Linked DNA regions of Mus musculus: regions 1, 2 and 3 are each linked to region 4. Evidence: chromatin contacts called from public HiChIP or PLAC-seq and promoter capture Hi-C data. All regions are on one chromosome and are shown on one strand. The core of a region is the stretch at or near the end of the contact, and the rest is flanking DNA. Distances in the headings are between cores, read along the strand shown.

Evidence for each region. Promoter capture Hi-C pulls out the DNA fragments that hold promoters and counts their contacts. HiChIP or PLAC-seq counts read pairs in DNA pulled down with a chosen protein or histone mark.
Region 1: a contact with region 4 is called in a promoter capture Hi-C map of pre-B cells. The contact joins the promoter of Slc39a10 here to the promoter of Wdr75 in region 4. A contact is called at or near these places in 3 of 39 promoter capture datasets (the C10 cell line, the HPC-7 cell line and pre-B cells), 7 of 484 Hi-C or Micro-C datasets (CD4 T cells, the N1E-115 cell line, Th1 cells and 3 more), 3 of 115 datasets of contacts at active chromatin or transcription factors (the 230-238 cell line, astrocytes and thymic regulatory T cells) and 2 of 9 other capture datasets (adipose tissue and liver).
Region 2: an H3K27ac HiChIP or PLAC-seq map of epiblast stem cells shows a contact between it and region 4, with 15 times the contacts expected there. The contact joins the enhancer-like site here to the promoter of Wdr75 in region 4. A contact is called at or near these places in 5 of 39 promoter capture datasets (the 3T3-L1 cell line, 3T3-L1-derived adipocytes, cranial neural crest and 2 more) and 2 of 115 datasets of contacts at active chromatin or transcription factors (embryonic stem cells and epiblast stem cells).
Region 3: a promoter capture Hi-C map of pre-B cells shows a contact between it and region 4. The contact joins the enhancer-like site here to the promoter of Wdr75 in region 4. A contact is called at or near these places in 4 of 39 promoter capture datasets (the C10 cell line, the HPC-7 cell line and pre-B cells) and 3 of 9 other capture datasets (adipose tissue, liver and pancreatic islet).

Annotation. Positions count from the first base shown.
Region 1 is chr1:46,850,620-46,856,004 of GRCm38.p6, reverse strand. Slc39a10 (solute carrier family 39 (zinc transporter), member 10) reads left to right here and starts at 2,387. Exons shown (of 10, transcript NM_172653.3): 1 at 2,387-2,534.
Region 2 is chr1:44,611,991-44,616,905 of GRCm38.p6, reverse strand. The region is part of intron 1 of Gulp1 (GULP, engulfment adaptor PTB domain containing 1); the gene reads right to left. Among named protein-coding and RNA genes, the nearest start is that of Gulp1, 63 kb to the right of the region's middle. Within about 2 kb of position 3,080, at least 10 of the 459 cell types and tissues checked have an H3K27ac peak or open chromatin away from gene starts, as enhancers often do. A contact at or near this core is called in embryonic stem cells and epiblast stem cells, where this site is marked.
Region 3 is chr1:46,919,921-46,925,068 of GRCm38.p6, reverse strand. It overlaps a transcript of Slc39a10 not described here. Among named protein-coding and RNA genes, the nearest start is that of Slc39a10, 69 kb to the right of the region's middle. Within about 2 kb of position 3,283, at least 60 of the 459 cell types and tissues checked have an H3K27ac peak or open chromatin away from gene starts, as enhancers often do. A contact at or near this core is called in the HPC-7 cell line, adipose tissue and pre-B cells, where this site is marked.
Region 4 is chr1:45,792,139-45,797,405 of GRCm38.p6, reverse strand. It overlaps Wdr75 (WD repeat domain 75), which reads right to left and starts at 2,240. Exons shown (of 21, transcript NM_028599.3): 1 at 1,802-2,240. The coding sequence starts at 1,884.

The sequences.
Region 1 (5,385 bases), core at 1,138-3,637, 1.1 Mb before region 4:
TTCACTCCATTTAATCTTCCTTCTTCTCTTAATGACTTTTCTAGGATGATCCAAATCTATTTGGTCATGTGAGAATCCGTGTTTAGATTCAAGTGTATTAAGGAGATTTTTTTTTTTTAGAAATCATTTATTATTACTAATCTTGATTCATGAAAAGAACAACTGGGTTTGAAAGGTCTGATTTCTTAGAATCTCTCCTGCCCTTTGTAGATTTCATTACCACCATAACTGTGTTGTGGATGGTGAGCACTTTCTCAAAATTAGAAGGGAAGCTGGGCCTCTGTCCTGGGCTTCCTTTAGTGACAGTTAAAGTTCAAGGTGGGGTGTGATTTGTATGCCCATTGTTATATTTGGCTCTTTCCTAATCCTTGGAAGAACTAAAAGATTCATTGGATTCACTATATTGCCTCATAGAAGTAAAACGGTTACCTTTAAATTTCAGATACAGATACATGAAATAATACCGTGACTGAAGCTTTTAGCACTTTAGTTGCCACAATCTGAAATTCTCGAAAATCTTGAAAGGACTGTGAGAGATTGAGGAGTATGGAGGAATCCCATTAACAGCTGTAGCTACTAACTGCTCTCCATGGTCATACTTCAGTGTTTAACCAAGTATTTAGATGTACCTGTGCAAACCAGGTGAACATTGGTTTTGTAAACAAATAGCCCCAAATCACTGCTCGAAACTTGACTCAAGGGCTCTAACTTATTTGAAAAATGTTTATAAATATATATATATATATATATATATATATATATATATATATATATATATATATTGACAATGTGTTTAATCAAATAATTAGAAGCCTTAAAATACCATGGCAAATTGGATATTTTAATGCTTTGTACCCAAAGGATCTACTGGTAAACTCTATACAACTTAAGTCATTACTTTTTGTGTAATCCCCAGCTTAATTCATGGGTCTGAGGACTGTGGTCACTCTGCTATCTTCTTCCACTAATGTTGAGGCCTGAGGACTTATCAGAATGTCTTCCTTTGACAGCAGAGAAAGAGGAGTAGAAGAAGCTCACTGTGGTTTTAGCCACTCATTAAGCACTCGAAAGATGTTCCGTGTACAGGTAGAAAACAAAAGGCAAAACAGCTTCTTTCATGGAGTTCAAGTCAGCGAGACAGGCCACGTAGCCATACCGAATAGGTTTGGCTTTCTATGCCCCTCCTCGGTTCTCTCAGGCAAGTTACTTATTTCCTATGACTTTATTTCCTGGGTAGTCATTCTTCAGTCTGTTAGGAATATTAAATTAATACACACGCAAAGCATGCTGGAGGTACCTGATACATAAAGCTGGCAATTACTACTGCTCAGAGTTATATGCACTCTGTTCATCCATAAAGCAAGGCCAGAATTCACTTTCACTAGTAAATACGCTCAGCTTGAATACAGAAACACAGGCATCTGGGCAGAATACAAATAAGCCTAGACATGAATTAAGAGTCAGGAAGCAGAGTAATGAATAATGAAGCAAAGAGTTTGCCGAGCCTCCTTTTAAGAAAATTGTGGGTTGTTAGTTGCTTAAGAGGGGAGGAGGCCATTGAGAATGGCGGTGTGAGCAAAGGGATCCAAGAACAGGCAGGATATAAGCATGAATGCACCGGTGTTGCTGGGCGGATGGGGGGGGGGGGGCTTGCCTTTGGGTGTAAAACTGTTCCAGTAAGAGAAGGTGGTGGGAAGTCCTTGGATGGGTACCCAAAGCTACCAGAACTACGTGACATTTTTAAACTCAACTCCTTTCTGTTTGGGAAGTCCCACTGTAAGTGCTCTTTAAATGGGGGTGCGGTGGGGGGAGTTATGCAAAACACTTTGCACATAGCACTAAAGTTTAGTTTTGCCCAGAGACTGGCACGGTCGCTGGGACAGAGGGGGCGGAGTTAATTTAATATAGATGTCTAACCCGTGTACAGATCAGCAATCCTAATTGATCACTCCGAAACTTCGGCCTAGGACGCTCGTTCTCCAGGCTTCTACGTCTCATCCGCTAGCCCAAGGCCTCAGCAACCGACGTGCGAGGCCAGGCGAGGCGACCAAGGCCGTTCCACGCATGCGTTAAAAGCCGCCCCAACTCCCCCCAATCCCCGAGGAGTCCTTTCTCAGAACAAAACTAGCGCGGAGCTACAGAGCTCCGCAATTTGCGTAGATCTAATTTCTTCCAGTTGCCGCCAGTCGGTGTAGCTCCCGCCGGTGCCGCCGCTCTCCTACGCCAGGCGCGTCCGCGAAGTGAATGGCTGAACGCTGCCGGTGCGCCGCCGGCGTAGCGCCGATCAGGCCGAGGTGCGGCTGCGCAGGGCGCCCGAGCGGGCCGGGTGCGCCGCCGGCGTAGCGCTGAGGCGGCCAGGGTGCGGCTGCGCAGGGAGCCGGAGCAGGCTGAGTGCGCCGTCGGCGTAGAGCGCCGGCTCTCGCGCTAGGCTCCGCGACGCAGATAGCGCAGGCGGCTTTGGAGAATACACGACTGGGTGCAGCCGGGGTTTGGTACCGAGCGGAGAGGAGATGCACACGGCACTCGAGTGTGAGGTAACTATAAAACCCCGATTTGTTTACATTCCCTCCCCCAGAACCGGCCCCGTGCGCGGCGGAGCCTGGGAGTCCCGGGACGGCTGGGGAGGCTGGGCGGCCGGGTTGGGGCTGGCACCGGGGCCTCTGGGTTGGGACGCGTGTGTTCGCAGCTGCTGCAGGCGGTGGCGGCGAGCAGGAGAGCGGCGCGTGAGGCTGGGGCCAGCCGAGTGTGCCGCGTCGGCGGTGGGGGACCCGCGCCCCACGGCCTGCTGCGGGGCCGCGGAGCGGGCAGCGCCGGTTGAGGGCTGCGCGGGCTTCCCGCGGCCGCCGTACGGGGGACCCGGGACCCGAGGCAGGTCCCAGGGGCTCGTCTGCGGGGGGTAACGGACGGCGGCCGCTCAGCTCCGGGCCAACCGAAAAGGCTCGGTGGGGCGCGCGGGAACTGCGTGTGGCGCAGCCCACGGGTCCCGGAGCCGGGTTGTGGGGCGACCGTGGTGCGGCCGCGGGCTTTGTTCCCGGCCACCGGGGTGTAGGGTGGCGTGGGCGCGGTTGGGAGCGGAGGGAAGTGGCCGGCCCACCGCGGGGTCCGCATCCGCTCCACGCTTCGCTCCTCCCTTGGGGGGGGGGGGGTCTTCGGAACTCTCCAGCCTGGCGAGGCGTCGGGTGGCGTGACGTGGAAGGGCTTCCTGCGGCTTCTGAGAAGACGCGTTCACGTGGGAGCCTGTCCACATGGGCCGAGTTTAAGGAGCTGGGCACGTGGAAGAAATCTCACCGCAGGACGCCCCGCCACCGATTTGGAAGGGTCCTTCACCCCAGTGTCTGCTCCAAGTGACACAAAGCATGAGTTAAAAGACAGTACAACCCACCGTCTCCTAGAAACTTATTTATGTCTCCGTTAAGTGCGGTAACTAGCGGGTGACAGGTTTCTTGTATGTTTTCTTTTTGGATGTGTATCTAATGGTAATTAAGAAAAAGTAATACAAGAGCTGGAGGCTTAGAATTGTTAACAGTGCTATTGGGAAGCCTAAACAAAGCAGAACTTCTGTGTACAGAGTAATGTTAGGATTCCCGTAATCTACAAGTATTTGAGTACCTTGTGAGTCATTTCTCCTGGACCTTGGGAGTCCATCCCACACACCCCTCTTCCTATGTGCATTGGACATTACAGTAGGATGAAAGACACATCAGTGATAAAGTGATAAATGCTGTGAAGGAAATAAAATGTGCTGGTGGGCATTTTTAGCATTTGGTGTTTTCTAGAATAAGGGTCTTGGATTGTGACTATAGATTATTAAGGGTACATAAAGTTACATTGAAAGAGTTAATGGGAAACTATTTGGCTTTGATGGAGTAAGCCATACTTGAATAAAGCATTAAATATCAACGGTACTGGCCTGCCTAATAATGACTAACTTCAAACTAGCAAGAACTAAAAATTATACTTAAAGGATTTAAGTGTTTTGTATTACTGTAATTTTGGCCTGTATTCAGGAAGTTACATCCTCACCGAAAAGTAACTGAATTTCAGTGGTTTTAATCTCTCCCCAAATTGACAAAACTGAATTCTATCAACTAAGCGTGGTTAGGAACCCATGCGCAAGAATGAATGGTTTTGGTGCTACTTTAAAAGAGGTGGCAAAGACGATTTCTCAGGTGATACCTGAAGGCACAGATCTATAAACCCAGCTACTTTGGGAGCAGGGGTGGGAGGAGACTGAGGAAGGAAGCTGGCAAGTTAGAGTCCTGGAGCTTGTCTTAAAAGTTAAGTAAAAGAGCTGAGTGGTAGGAAACTTGCCCAGGGTTTGCACAAATCTACACTTAATTGTTAGTACTGCAAATAATGTATGCCTGTATGGATATGTATCATGAGCTATGCAGGTGAATACCCTTTATCTGAAATGTTCAGGACCAGAAGTGTTTTCAGCTTTTGTTTGTGAATTAGGAGATATTTGGATATATTAAATAATGGAGTGTTTCTTGGGCTAGGGCCCAATTCTGAACATAAATTGAACTTTTACTTTGTATAAGCCAGGGTACTTACACTGAAGGACATTTTACAACCTTTTTTCTAAAGTTAGAGTTTGCCTGAGACCTGTCCAGACAAAGTTGGAGCATGTTAGTTCCCAGAACATTGTAAATTCCGTAGCATTTCAGATTTCATTACAAGGTGCTACCTGGATTAGGTCTTCCTTTTACAGCCTCTAGTCCCCTGAGATAGCTTGTAAACTACCACCCTCATCCCACTTTTTTGTCCAGACTTTTGTTTTTTCTTGATGCTTTCCCTATGTAGCTCTTGTGTGTCTGGAACTCAGGATCCACTTTCCTCAGTCCTTGGAGTCACCTTTGGCTCTGCCAGATTTTCAACCCTGGTTTGAATTACTTTGAGGAGGCCTAATGTTTAGCATGCAAGCATTGCTCTAGGAAACCTAAGCGATATATGGAGAAGATAGGGGTGTGTGTGTGTGTGTGTGTGTGTGTGTGTGTGTGTGTGTGTGTGTGTGTGTGTATTTTTTCCTCCCCAAGGGAAATTGTTCAATAGCTGAGCTGAACATTTGTTCTTAATTAAAGAAATTTATATTACATTCCTCTTGGCTCTGCAGAACCCTGGGTATTGAGCAGTATTGGGATGAATTTAGGGATTTGGAGTGAGGTTAAAGATTCAAAAACTGGATATACTATTAACTAATTTGGTTACCTTTGCAGGTTGCTTTAGCCTGGAAGTATTATAAAACCTATTCAGGAGTTTAATACGGCCTTTAATGATGATGAACCAGATAGTTGTTCTAACCCTTTCTACATTCAAACGTTTCTGTAATGATTGAATTTACTCTTTTGTTTTGCCTGATAATTGATTACCCTAGGATGATAC
Region 2 (4,915 bases), core at 1,831-4,330, 1.2 Mb after region 4:
AGAAATAATTAAGCTTTACCATTTATGTCACCGTAAGAGGTGATAAAGTCCATGATAGTATAAATGATGACTGAAAATTAAACTATTTATTATAAATTAAAGCTATGACTGCAATTTGGGCTATTTATTTTTAAAATATGATAATAAAATAAAACATAAGCTTGCACAATAACAGCTTTAGAAGGTAGTATTTTGTTAATTGTTCTGCATCGAAATGAGCATTTCAAGTCTTATTGTCTTTCTAAAACTATCAGCCAAATAATTTGTACTTTATCCCTCCTCCAGCATCTCTCTCAACAACAAGTACGATCAAGGACACAAGAGTCAAACATTGTGCACACCAAGAATCCATCCAAGGAGCAAAGCTGCCATCATCCCCATCAACACTAATAATTATATCATTCTTTCTCTTAGGAAGTCAATAAAGGCAGTACTTACTGCCAAAGGGCTTTCCACTACTCGATGCATCCATGAATTGAGGCTAAAGTAAATTATATAAGACTTAGAATTCTGCTTCTCGTAGCTTTCAGCTAATAGAGAACAACATAAGTGCTTCAAACCCTAAGAAGAAAATATGAAATTGCCCATGATGCTTAATTTGTAGGCTTTGAGAGGTATAATCTATTACTATTGACTTCAGGCTTCTAGCTATAGGCATACATGCATGATTAATTCTTGGCAGTTCAGAACAAAAGAGATGCCTTTGACCAGAATACACTATTTATATGATCAGAACCAGAGGACCCATAAATGAACCAGGTAGACCCACAAATGAACCAGTTAGACCCACCAAAGCAAACTAGTCCCAATCTAACTGCACAATGTCAAAGAGAATTAAATATGAGAGACACCTGAGCAAACTGCCAACAGGACATAGAATTCCCCAACATCAAGGAGTTCACATCACATTACAAAGTGTCACCAATTCTCGATAGTCAAGATATTTTCAAAGCAACTGTAGTAATAAAATGCAATCCTGAAATAAACACAGGAAGCACTGACATTTGACTAATCCTCAGGCTGTTTCCTACCCTCTTTGCTACTGACTATTTCATCTAGAATAACTTTGATATATCTTCTTAATCCCTAAAGCTTACTAATACATGAGCAACATCACTTGTTGAGTTCAGTTTTCTGAGCCCTGCACCAGGTTCTATGGATAAGGTAAGCCTTCTGGAATCATTAGGAGAAATGAACAGTACATTCTTTGGGTCTGTCATTCTCAATGTCTCTATAAAAACATAAAGGTAATATTAAATTCACAAAAACACTAGTATAATATATCCTCTCTCCGATCTAAAATTCACAGTCATCACTATACAGAATATAGTATGTACACTGTCTATAAGAAGCACTTGATCAGAGGCCAACTTTAGTCTTTCATCTTGTGTGATGTAAATAAAGACATGTAACAAATTAGAGATCAGGAAATTGATCCAATCTCAAGCTGAAGGAGAAAGTTCAGTTCGATGATATTTGAAGTAGTGGGTGATAGGTTTGTGTGGGACCATGAAAGGCAGCCTATTTTCTGGTCGTGCTAGGTTTAAACCCTGGAGACCCAGCAGGTGTTCCTGCAAGGAATGGAAGGCCCATTTGCCATGTTGCCAGTCACTAGGCTCCTGATACAAGGCCCCAGCTCCATAATTCTGTGGCCATCAGTCACGTAGAACAATGTGTTAAGTCCCTGGTATTCTGTCTGGACTCCACCCCCACAGTTACCTGGCAATAGCCTGGTAGGCCCGGTCCACTATAAAAGGAGCCGTTTGCCCCCTCCTCCCTCTCTTACTCCTGCTTGCTTCTCTCTTCCCTCTTGCTCCTCCTCTCTCCACATTCCCTTCTCCCCTCTTCATGTGGCCATGGCCGATCTCTACTTCTCTACATTTTCTTCTGTCTTTCTCTACCTCTTCTACCCTCTTGGGTCCCCTTCCTGTCATGACAATACACACCTTAAAACCATGGGCTGTCTCTTCTCATCAGGATCCACCTTGCTGGAGCAATGGAGCAGGTCTTCCTCTAAAGAGCTGAGTCTAATCTCACACAGACATCCAGGAGGCATCTGCGGTAATCAAGAGCCTGAGAACCTGTCAAAGCTGACTTCCATGCAGGCTTGGGGACCCCAAGCCAATTCTGGCAGGTCTGTTGAGACCTCAGACTGTGCTTTCCCACCCCTGGAGCAGGGTCCTGCGGCTTCTCACAGCCTGATGCTTGCAAGGTGGCTTGCAGTCAAACTTTCCATGTCTCACCTCACCCAGTGGCCCTTTGGGCCAGTCTTAGGGGGCTCACTTTTTAACCCACAGGTTTACATGCATGTCTTTGCTTTCTTTTATAAAATAAATCAAGTTGAATATATACAACACAAAGTCAAACTGGTAGGGAAGTGGATATAAATGTGTAAAGACACGGAAATGGTGGGTAATATGATAAACATACAATGTACATATGGTATTCTCAAAAAAAATTTAAACATGTCTTTCTTACATGCATCCAACTTAAATAATATTTATCCATAAAGAACACTGTTACTAACAAAGCTCCAAATGTTTAACTACAAATGTTATCATAATTATGTTAGCATTGTTTTAAATGTTAGGAGATTTTCATTCTCTTTCCAAAATAATCTAGAGGCAAAAAAGCAAAAACATAATTGGGTTCATTTCTCCATATACAATAAACATACTATACTGATTATATATCTTAATGTGTGCATCCTGTAGTGTTTTATGGCAAACTTGGATGTCTATTAGCCATGAGTATCACTAAACTAACGAGTTTACAACACATATTTCCAAACTTAATGGTACTTGAAGAAAGCTTAATTTTATTTAATATCTTTTATCCAAAATATTGTGTAATTATATGTAGAGAGCCGAGTGTGGCACTAGTGGAGACAGAGTGACATGGCTCCTCCCCTTGTTACAGGTCCCTGGTGTAAGCCTCCACAAGTATTGATGGCAACTGTGGACATAAGGCTTGTTTGTGTTGTAATGTACATGTATTTTGAACCCATAGTATTAGAGGACTCTTACCTTCTGAGTAATAGCCTCCCTGTTGATGTTAATGACTCCATGCTAATTAGAAACAGCAGGTGTCCAGGAGTCCAGAGTGTGCTGTCTCAGGAAAATGGTGAACACTAGGCCCTTCAGGACAGCCTTTAAGGGTATGGGGAAAAGCTCTAAATACATGAGTTCAAAAATATATAATTTTTAAATATGTAAAAGGATAAGGATACAATATAAATTATGACAGGCTTCATGAATCTAAAGGAACAGAGGTAGCTACACTATGATCCAGCTTGTCAGAAAGATACATAAAGAAAGGCAGATACAAATGCAGATGAATTCCTAAATTCAGGGTCAGCCTAGGACAAAGCAAGCTTAGGCCCAGGCCTCTTTGGAATGCTAATTTCAGGACACAGTGGGAACCCAGCTACCTTATCCTCTGTGTTTAACAGAGGCAGAAGGATCTCTGAATTCTTTTGCAAAGTTAAGAAAAAAATGTGTGTTTGCTGTTTCCTAAGAACTAAGGAACTGGGGTCACTGGATGCTGCTGCTTAGAATAATCAAAAGGAAGCCTGAAGTAAATGACTGCTTCTTCTCATCGGAATCCACCTTGCTGAAGTAAATGACTGGGTTGATAAGTAAAACAAAAGATTAGACCTGTGTTCTTCAGGAGATGAACCATCCAGAAATATTTTTAGGATACTCACTAATAAGTGGATATTGGCCAAAAATGTTGAGAATACACAGGATACAATCCATAGAACTCAAGAAGGTTAACAAGCTGAAGGGCTCAAGTAAGGATGCTCAATTCCACTTGGGAAGAAGAAGAAAGCAGTCACTGGTGGGGGTGGAGAGGGAGGGAAGGATCTGGGTGGGAAAGGGGACAGGAAGTGGAAGAGGGGAACATAATCATGTATTGGGGGAGGGACAGTACTGAAGCCCTGAGGGCCAGCAGAAAGAATGGAAACAGGCAACCTGGAGAGGTAGGAGTTGGGGGGACCCTCCAGATTGTAGCAGACACCTGGGAGGTGAGAGAATCTCAGGAATCAAAGGGAGGGACCTTGGATGAAATGTCCTACAGTGGGGAGAGGGAGTCCACCTCCAGTAGAAAGACAGGGCATCAAGTGGAGGGATGTGGCTGCCATCCCACAGTCAAAAACTCTGACCCAGCATTGTTCCTGTCTGAAAGAACTGCAGGGTCAAAAATGGAGAAGAGCCTAAGGAAAAGGATGTCCAGTGACAGGCCCAAATTGGGATCCAGCACTGTAATTATTTCAATACTAACAGTACTAACTCCTCCCTCCCCAGGTTGATATTCTGTTCCTTTAGGTATAGCAATGAAAGAAATTGAAACCTGGCATTTAACATCTTCTTTTTATCTGAAGATACAATAGATTAACAACTGATAATCAACACTTGCATAAATATATTTTTGACCCATATAAGTACTGAACAACACCCTCAACATACTATATTCAAAACATATATTGTAGCAATCATTAAATGCTCCTAGCTAGGAAAACTATACTTAACTCTAATTAGTCTATGACTTGGTAAATAGCTGTATGTTTGGACAGGTAATTTCACGATATTAGTTATAAGATCTCTGAAGGATAAGTTTGACAAACAGCTGCTATAGTTTATCATGTGTTTCTCAGATGTTTCATGAGAAATCCTACATTAAATTTTCACTTCCTGCCCTCTAGAATATTTCTAAAGAAAGAATCTACAAACCTACTTTAGTTAATAAGACCCAGAATTCTTTTCAGTTGATGCTACTTAATTCTTTAAGTAAAACAAATAAAACTTCTGTCCAAATTTTAATTAAAGCCACTGATTTCACCCATTGTCTTTTTTTTAACCTCCTTGGGAGTATTTATATTATTATACTATACAATAGTTCCTAGTAGTTTGTC
Region 3 (5,148 bases), core at 2,034-4,533, 1.1 Mb before region 4:
TCAGAACATAGCTTAGTAGAAGACTCTGGACTCTGGGTTCAGTCTCTAGCAGCACACACACACACACACACACACACACACACACACACACACACACGCACATATCAATAAATAATTCTTTTTTATGGAATTTCTTTTTTATGGAATTTATAGGTTTGGCTCTGTGAAATTTGTTTCTTGTTTGAGATTTTTCTCCTCAATGTATTTTCCTAGACCATAATTCAACAATTAATTGATTCTTCATTTAAGTTTTATTGTCCAAGTCTTGAATACAAACATTTACTTAGAGACCTTACAGACTGTGTGTGTGGCGCAGGGGAGGTGGTGGTGGTGGTAACACTGAGAATTGTGAACACATTGAATCAATGCTTCTGACTCTGAGAAATAAAGCTCAATACATCTAGGATGTCCATATGATAAGCAAGTATATGCACATATATTCAAATGCAGGTATACAAACATACACATACATATAAACATGGATAGGCCATGTGCATGTAATAGTATAAAAATGATCAACTAATGTTTTCATAAACATGAACTTTATTAAGGAATATGACAGTTATAAATAAAACTAATGTAAATGTATATTTATGAAAAGTTTTATTTTCTTGCAGATATGACATTAGTTTGGCCATTTTAATTTGTTGTATTCCCTTAGCCTTTATAATATTAAGTTTATAATACTAAATATTATACTCTAATATCTGTATTATCAATATGGCAGAAGCCTTTGAAAATCATAATTAGAACTTAAGACCTGAAAATCTGTAGTTAATAACTGATTAAAATGTACTATATGAAGTGAGGTTAACAAAATTAAAGACAGGTATATAGACAACGATACACATAAATTGATAGCTGGATTATGGATAACATCTAATAAAGTATTCCATACTAAATAGTTACCTAAAATTTTTAATATTAGGGCTGGGCATGTAGTTCAATAGTAGAATGGCTGTTTACCATTTGTAGAGGCATGGTTTCAACCCTCAGTGCTACTTTAAATTAAATTAAAAATTTTAAACTATGATATCAATCAATTTTCATGTAATATCTGAAGAGATGTTTTAATTTGCCTTTCAATTTCTGCTATGTTCATTCATCTACTCTTACAAGCATTAATTGATTTACTGGGAATTCAGTACTGGAAATGCAAGACAAATAGCATACTAAATTTGTGCCCAGAAAACTGTTAATCTATATTTTTTCAACATTTTTGAAGTGCATTTCACAGCCACAGAGAGGAGGGGGAGGAAGGGCAAAGATAGGAGAGAGATGAACTTCAGTAGTAGATGGTGATACAAGCTGCATGGCTTAGGGTCTCTCCCTCTGGCAGTCTCAGGCCATCATTGTACCCTTATATAAAACTGGATAAAAGTGATTTTATGTGAAAGAGATTTTTAAACTGTAAAATACTTTTTTTTTAATAGAATAGAGTTTATTTAGAGCATGGCGAGGGGAGTTAAGAGAGTAATAGCGGCAGAGAGAAAGGCAGAGAGAAGGGGAGAATAGAGAAGTAGAGGCCTGCCATGACCACGTGGAGAGAGGGGGGAAAGGAATGGGAAGAGAGGGGATATAAGAGAAAACAAGAGCATAAGAGGTAAAATACTTTTTAAATGTTTTTTTTAATCTTATAAATGTTTCCTGTGAGAATATCATTGTCTGTCTAAATAGAAATTTGACTCTATAACCATGTGTTTCTTTAAATTTTTTATTTCAAAATTCCAACAGTATGAATAAAACAAATAAATTTTCACCTGCCAGTGGTGGCGCACTCCTTTAATCCTAGCACTCGGGAGGCAGAGCCAGGCAGATTTCTGAGTTCGAGGCCAGCGTGGTCTACAAAGTGAGTTCCAGGACAGCCAGGGCTACACAGAGAAACCCTGTCTTGAAAATAAATAAATAAAATTTCAGCATACCTTGTCAAACAGGAAGTGGGCAGGTGCACCCTGTTCTTAGAAAGAGGCAGTGGTAGCTAACGTAGAAGCCCTATAATTGCATCAGTTTCAGATATAGACTGTGACCACTCCCTCTTCTGCTCTGTTAATTCCCACTGGAGTTTTTCTCGGTTTGTTTCTTTCTATAATTAAAAAACACAATTTCAAGCAAATTTTGTTTTACTGGTTCAATGTTTCTATGAAACGCCCATTTTCCCTTAAGGCCAGTCATATCAAAAGCTGCAAAGATCAGCAAGGAGTTATTCTCTCTTCCACAGACTGGAACAGAAATCTTTATAGGGAACAGTTAGCAGGATGTGTTGAGTTTAAAGGATCACAAAGAAGATCCACAAAAGTTTCTCTGGAACAAGCCCTCAGCTGGAGCTGAGTGTATGCAGAGCAGCATCTTACCTTGCTGTCTATTTTGTGGGGACTTTGCCTTCCACTGTATTACTACATTGTGTTTGTAGTATGCTCACACTTTAGGGTAAAAACAACTACCAACTGTCAATCTATATTGTCCCTCAGTATATTGATATAGTTCGACCTGAAACAGTATATTCCAGCAAGAGATGAGAAGATTAAATTCATTCTACTTGCAAAAAGCTGCCTAAACTTATTTTAAATGAGGAGTCATTCTATAATATTTGCCATCAAACATGTGCTAAGGAAACCTTGGAAGAATAGGAGAAAAGGTCAAAACAATGTTTAGTGTATTATTTCTTTCTTGAATTTACCTTCATTTTTCAGTCTGAAGACTTTTTTCTTTTTTTTTAAATGCCCTTCCAAGGCAACAGAATTATAAAAATGATTTGTGAGAGCTTGCTCAAAGAAGCCAAGGAAATGAAATTATGCTTCAGGAAGTTCAATCGCCATACCACCTGAACTTTTCAGGGTGATGTGCACCGTGAAAGCAGATTGTCCACTCTCAGCAGGGGACAGACAGAACTTCCCCCAAACAGGTAGAGATTTGAACAGAAATTATTTGAGGAAAAAATGTACTGAGTCTTCTCTCTAAAGATAAGGTGACATTTCATCGGGCTTGGTCATCTTTTATGATCACAGATGCTCAACTATCTAAAATCAGCTAAATGTTCTTCTCTTCTAAAATGGCTAAGTGTATTTCCTTTAAGCTGTACTTTAAAACAAAAACAAACTTTACCCCTTTGAAGAAACTGCAGGAAGCTTTAAGGTCCCACCCAAAGTTCCTGCAGGCAAAATGGCCTCCTGGGGAAGAAGCTTCCAGGTGTTCTAAAGAAAGGAGCTTTCATGTCCCTGCACAGTAACAATGGCACTTCCTGTTTTGACCTCTAGCTATACTGAGGCTGCCCAGGAAGCAGTCTATGGACTTCTGCTTTTTACACAGTAAACCATTTCCCTCTTTGTGTGTATAGAGTTCAAATAGAGATGGCCTACTGCAGTGGGTTTTCCCAAGGACATGTAAATTAACCTACTGAAATCTCACAAAAGGTTCAATTATTTATGCTAACCTAGCCTCTGGCATGGATGCCAATAGAATGTACCACTCTGTGGTGGTTTGAGGTTCCTTGCTGTTCTCCATGCCCCATGTTTTATTAGAGCTTTAACATCCTCAGTGCATTAAGACTCAGTGATTCCTCCCTTCTGTGTAAATTCTTCCTTTTCTCTTCTTTTTCCTTTCATTGTAGTCATTTATATATGTTTTTAAATAAAGTTTTCTTAGTTGATGCTGGCCTCAACATCCCTCCTCTATATATGCCAATAGGCCCTGCTAACTATGTTCTGTTAAAAAATAAATAAATTATATATATATATATAATCAAAAGTTAGGCTAGAGGAGAAGGAAGAAAGAAGGAAAAAATAATAGAAAAATGAATGAAAAGAACTTCCATTAAAAAATTTATAACCTAGTTATTAGAATCAATAGGAAAATAATTTAACTTTCCTGTCAAAAGTCATAAAGTTTTCTTCTTAAATATAAATGCACATATTATTAGAAATGTATTTAATTTAAAATAAGTCTACACAGGTATAAATGTTTCATATGGCTGCTTCATTTAAACTATTTCAGTAATTGGGATAAATACAATAAAAGCAAAATCCTTTACGTGTTATAATTATTGTTGTTACTAATTGCATATGTGAGACTTACTTTAAAAATGTAAAGCCCATTTGTTTTAGATGTACATTCCAAATTGTTATCCAGGCCAAATGATATTAAAGGACAGAACATCACTACAACAGAAGATGAGCCAAACACCCAAAAAGCACAGGATCTCTGGAGCCACGCACCTAATAGCAACTTGTAAGACTAGAATCTCGCAACAGAATAAGCAGATGTTTGAGGATATCAGTAGGAGAACGTCAAGAACCAAAAACAATCAGGAAAGAGGGCTTTTAGCAGAATGCATTCTGGGATGGAATAAGCTTTAGGTGCTGACGTCTTTCTGACACAATCATGATTAAGATTTTTGATTAGTAGTCCTAAAAATGTAAGTATCTGATAGAACAATGAGTGAGGGTCTAAAGTAATATCCTCCTTCTGTGGCTGTTAATTCCTGGAAAAAATAAAATAAAGTCGGATCAGAGGAGACAGCAACCAAACATTTTCACTCCTACTGTGACATATAATTTTCTATCCAGGATAGTGGCCCATTTATGTACTGATGTTTCTCCACATCACAGTAATTTGACCAATAAATACTCATCAAAGTGGTTAGCAACTTAGGAAAATGTCCACACAGATCAGTGGGAAAAGCTAGAAGATTATTAAAATTATTAGATAAACAATATATGCAGAGCAGTGATGAAAGGCAATAATGTTGCTAGCATGAGCTTATCTCTGGCAATTTTTCACTAATCCCTAAATGGCTGGTTTACATTATAGATTATACTCAAAAAGGCCAGACAAACTGACCATCAAAAATTATCTTTGGACTGGAGAGATGGCTCAGCGGTTAAGAGCACCAACTGCTCTTCCAGAGGTCCCGGGTTCAATTCCCATCAACTACATGGTGACTCACATCCATCTGTAATAGGATCAGATGTCCTCTTCTGGTGTGTGTGAAGATAGTGACATTGTACTCACATACATAAAATAAATAAATAAGTCTTTTAAAAAGAAATTCTCCTCAGTGGGCAAAGTGCTTGCTGTCCAAGCCTGGCACCCTGAGTTCAACCCTATGTTCTTACAAATCTCACCTCCACTTCTAAGTTCTACCCCAGCACT
Region 4 (5,267 bases), core at 991-3,490:
ATAGAACAACCAATAGACAACCTTCTCGGCTTAGCCTAATGTGGGTGTTTAAAGGAAAATGGAATGGTCCCCACAGGCTCAGAAGTCTGAAGGTTTTGGCCCCAAGTGGAGCAATCATTCCTGAAGGATTAGAGGCAGACCCTCGTTGGAAGAGTTGTGCCACTGGGGGCAGGCCTGAAGGCTTCAAAAGCCTAATCCATTTTCAGCTGTCTACACAGGGATGTCTCCTGTACTGCTCCAGCATCATGCCTGCCACACCTCCCCCCACCCCACCCCCCCCAGGCCCCAATCATGCTCTCCACTGCGATGATCATGGATTCTAACCTCTGCAATTGTGAACCTCAAATTAAACATTTTGTTTTATAAGTTCCTTTGGTCCCAGTATTTTCTAATGGCAATAGAAAAGCATATAACAACAGATAGTAGCCCTCTGCAATTTTCATCTTTCTCACTATGACGTAACAAAGTCTTAAAAGCACCTAGGCTTTCAAACATCTACACTGACTTCTCTATTCCTCACTACACAGTCAAATTTCTTGTTTTGATTTTGTCAGCTCAGCTAGTTAAAGATCAAACCATTGACCAAAGCTTTAAAAAAAAATCCTATCAGACTTGGAAAATGATATGGACCAAACACCTCATTTAACAGACAAGGTGAGGCAATGTTCAATGCAGGGTAAAAATGAGTATAAGGATGAATTTGAAGGGGCAGAACTGTGACAACTCCGCTATGTCCATTTTATCCCTTTAATTCATAAAACAATGTCAACAAAACCCCGTATACTGGTAAGTATACTGGCAGGGTATTGCGGGAGAGTACACCTTCCACAAATACTATAAATACCTTTCTAAAATAGGGGTATTTACTATTTGCAGTTCACAGTTGCAGAGGGTAGAATCCATGACCATCACAGTGGAGCCCATGATGGGTGTGTGTGTGTGTGTGTGTGTGTGTGTGTGAGAGAGAGAGAGAGAGAGAGAGAGAGAGAGAGAGGGAGAGAGAGAGAGAGAGAGAGAGAAAGAGAGAGAGAGCTGGAGCAGTACAGGAGACATCCCTGTGCAGAGAGCTGATAATGGATTAGGCTTTTGAACCTTTCAAGCCTGCCCCATTGGCACACCTCCTCCAAGGAGGGTCTGCTTCCTAATCCTTCAGGAATAATTGCTCCTCTTGGGGATCAAGCATTCAAACAACTGAGCCTAAGTATCTCTACATTCAGAGTGCTCTGAAAAACTAGCCCTACTACACACCTCTTCTAGATGATACAACGTGGCAGCAACAATGCCAGCTGACAAGCAGCGAACTGAAAGCCACTATTGTAAAAGTTGTGTGCATATAGACACTTTCTCCTACAGATCTAACATCTGTTTTTATGTAAAACTCAAAAAAAAAAAAAAGGAAAAAAGGAGCCTGGTAATTATGATGTTTTTCTGCGGGAAAAAGGCTGAATCATTAATGATTTTGAAGTCCAAAACGTTCCACACGTGAACATTAGTCTGCATGGTCAGACCGGTGCACATACGGAGAGAGTGACCATTTTCCAACCGAGCGGCTCCTAGTCCCTTGTAGACACCTGACCTGCCCCTGTAACCGCCAACCTTCCCGCAGGTGGAGTCCTGGGTGCAAGGCACACAGACACAGCAGCAAAGCCGGGCGGCTCCGGGGAGCTCCGGGTCGGTCCATGCGCTGCGCGGCGCCGCGGACTCCAGCCTCGCAGTCCGACCGTGGGCCGCGCCGCGCCGGGCACTCCCCTCCCCGGCCCGCGGTGCCCGGAGCCCTGTTGACCCGCAGCCTACTGCATACTTGGAATCCACGGAGAACACGGCCCTCCTGAAGTTCAGCCGGCTGCCGCCGCAGCGAACCACGCGGACTCCCTCTTCTACCATCTTCACGCAGGCGCAGGAAGCACCGAGCACCGGCCGGATTACGAACTTCCTTCATAGGCCGACTGGCCTGGCCCTACTCTTCCGCCCGCGGCCCGCCTGGGCCTCTCTAGCCTGGAGACTCTATGGTCGGCTCCACGCCTACGCCGCCATCTTTAGTTTGGGCAGGGTCAAATTAAAACCCTTGTAGAAGGAGTAAAGCCCAACAGCCACGCACAAAGTTAAATCATACCAGATGCCGCTACAGCTATTCGATACAGAAGAGAGTTTTCTCTTCGGCCTCTTTTACCGGACTCTAAAGGTTCCGCCAGAAGCGGAAGTGAACATCCTTTCTCCTACTGAAGCCGTTGCCTTTTCTGTCACTGTGATTGAGCGACAGCAAGATGACGCAGTCACCCTACTCCTATCCCACCCCCCTCCGTTGCCTTTTTTTGGGAGGGGGCGGGGTTCAAAGAGCGTCTTCTTGCAATGGTAACTGAAGTGGGGCGCTTTAGCTCTTTATGGCGGTTCTATGAGCATCGCTAAGTTCCTGTAGCATCTACGCCACACTTGCCAATGCAGTTTCGACTCCAGAATAAAAGTACACCTTGGTGTCAGGGCTCCTGCAGTGATGTCCGGTTTGCTCCAGTTGTTCAGTTCCTGTTGTTCAGAAGCCCTGACTTCTGAGGATGTTGATTCTTTTTTTTTTTTTTTTTTAGGTATTTATTTCAGTTACATTTCCAATGCTATCCCAAAAGTCCCCCACACGCTCCCCCACCCACTCCCCCACCCTCCCACTCCCACTTCTTGGCCCTGCCGTTCCCCTGTACTGAGGCAGATAAAGTTTGCGTGTCCAATGGGCCTCTCTTTCCACTGATGGCCGACTAGGCCATCTTCTGATACATATGCAGCTAGAGCTCCGGGAGGTACTGGTTAGTTCATATTGTTGTTCCACCTATAGGGTTGCAGATCCCTTTAGCTCCTTGGTTACTTTCTCTAGCTCCTCCATTGGGGGCCCTGTGATCCATCCAGTAGCTGACTGTGAGCATCCACTTCTGAGGATGTTGATTCTTAACACTTTGTGTTTTGTATTCGAGGTTGCTGCATATCTGTGTTGAACCGTTCGTTTGTCAATATTTTCCATTGTGCTGGCTCTTAACGACCCCTAAGGAAGGGCATCTGATATCTTAACCCTAACAGGAGCAGATTCTTGATACATTTGAAATTCACCATAACTTTATGCTGATTCATAGCAGGAAAAATATAATCCTAAGGGTCAAAACATCTATAGATCTTTAGGCAGGAGAGAGAGAGAGAGAGAGAGAGAGAGAGAGAGAGAGAGAGAGAGAGAGAGAGAGACGATTAGTTTTTGTTGGGTTCATAGTTTGGGGAGACAGAGCTAGACAGGAAGATACTGATTCTGTTTTTATCTCAAATTTAAAGAGTTTCTTTTTCATAATTATGGTATGCTTTTTCATAGTGGAAGAACATAGTGAGCTTAACCCCCCATCCCACCCTAGACTCTTGATGTCTAAGTAATACATCCTTTAAACTTGGAAACTTTGAGATCGGATATATGCTTATTATATTCTGAGACAATGAAGAAAATAAATGATCAAACTAGTTTTTACTTCAGTTGTTTTACTGTTTGGTGAACTTCGTTTAAATTAAGAAAGAATGAGGCTTTCTGATTGGACAAAGGCTAGTTGGACTACTAAACTCGTGAAAGGATTCTTTCCATGCAAAAATTTAATCTACTAACATTTCCAATAAAATTATAATTTGTGTTTTTATTTCTTTTTGCATGAACATTTAGGAACCAAATTTTCTCTTGACAGCTTAATATTTATCATTTCCTCCTCCTCCTCCTCCTCTTCCTCTTCCTCTTCATCCTTCTCTTCATCCTCCTTTGCATAGAACAGGAACACTGTTGGTGCTAGTGCACTGGTTGAGTAATGTCTTCTTATACTTTGATTTTTCTGTTTTGTCATTGTATTAGTCAGGGTTCTCTAGAGTCACAGAACTTATGGGTAGTCTCTATATAGTAAGGGAATTTGTTGATGACTTATAGTCTGTAGTCCAACTCCCCAACAATGGTCAGCAGCAGCAGTGAATGAAAGTCCAAGAATCTATCAGTTGCTCAGTTCCACAAGGCACACAGGGGAAGAAGAGAGAATTTTCCTTCTTCCAATGTCCTTATGTAGGTCTCCAGCAGAAGGTGTGACCCAGATTAAAGGTGTGTACCACCACACCTGGATCTGCAACTTGCTTTGTCGCATGCTGACCTTGAACTCACAGATTTCCTTGCCTCAGTCTCCTGGGATTAAAGGCCTGTACTACCTTGCCTGGGGCAAAGTTTTTCCACAGCCACTATGCCTTAAGATTTTCCATGCCAAGATCCACGTCAGAAACTTGTATCTCCCAGCCTCAAGATCAGGATCACAGATGAGCCTTCCAATTCTGGTTTGTAGTTCATTCCAGATATAGTCAAGTTGACAGCCAGGAATAGCCTTTAACTAAAGACGAACATATTAAAGTAACTCTGTGATGTATATGCTAGTGCTAGATACAAGTGGGGAAACATTTCAATAAATGTCTGTCTTTCTAGAAGACACCTAGCATAGCACGGTTGGGAAGTTGATACAAAATATAAAGGTGTGAGTAGTGTGTTGGGTACACTCTATTATGAATGATGCTATTTCAGACTTAATAATGGGAGCAGTTACTTCAAAAGAAAATCAACCCAAAGAGGCCAACCTACAGAATCTTCAAGGAACTGGGGTGCTTCATAGTACCAGTCACAGATTAAGAGACCCGCCCTTCTTCTCTGTAAGATATATTTTCAGAAAAGCTAATATGAGGATAATTCTAACTGTCATTATTACAACATGTTTAAGTATCATCTGTGTAGTATAGTAGCAGTCGCAAGTATGTATTTTCAATTCTAGACCTTATGGCCATGTGTTTTTATAATTACTTGTCAGTTTTGTTTTAGGTGACAGAAGAGAATCCCCCAGTTTTCATCTTCTTTTATTTAGTTTATTCTCTGTGTTAACTGGGCATGGTGGCTCACGCCTTTAATCCCAGCACTTGGGAGGCAGAGGCAGGCAGATTTCTGAGTTCGAGGCCAGCCTGGTCTACAAAGTGAGTTCCAGGACAGCCAGGGCTACAGAGAAATCCTGTCTCAAAAAACAAACAAACAAACGAAAACAAATCAGCTTTCACAGTGATGAATAAAATGTATAAATTATAACAAAATAAATATTTTATAAGAGAGCATCTAACTCATAACATTCATATTACAATAGTTAAATGTTATAGGGCTTTTATTTATTTATTTATTTTTATTACATATTTTCTTCAATTACATTTCCAATGCTATCCCAAAAGTCCCCAATACCCCCCCC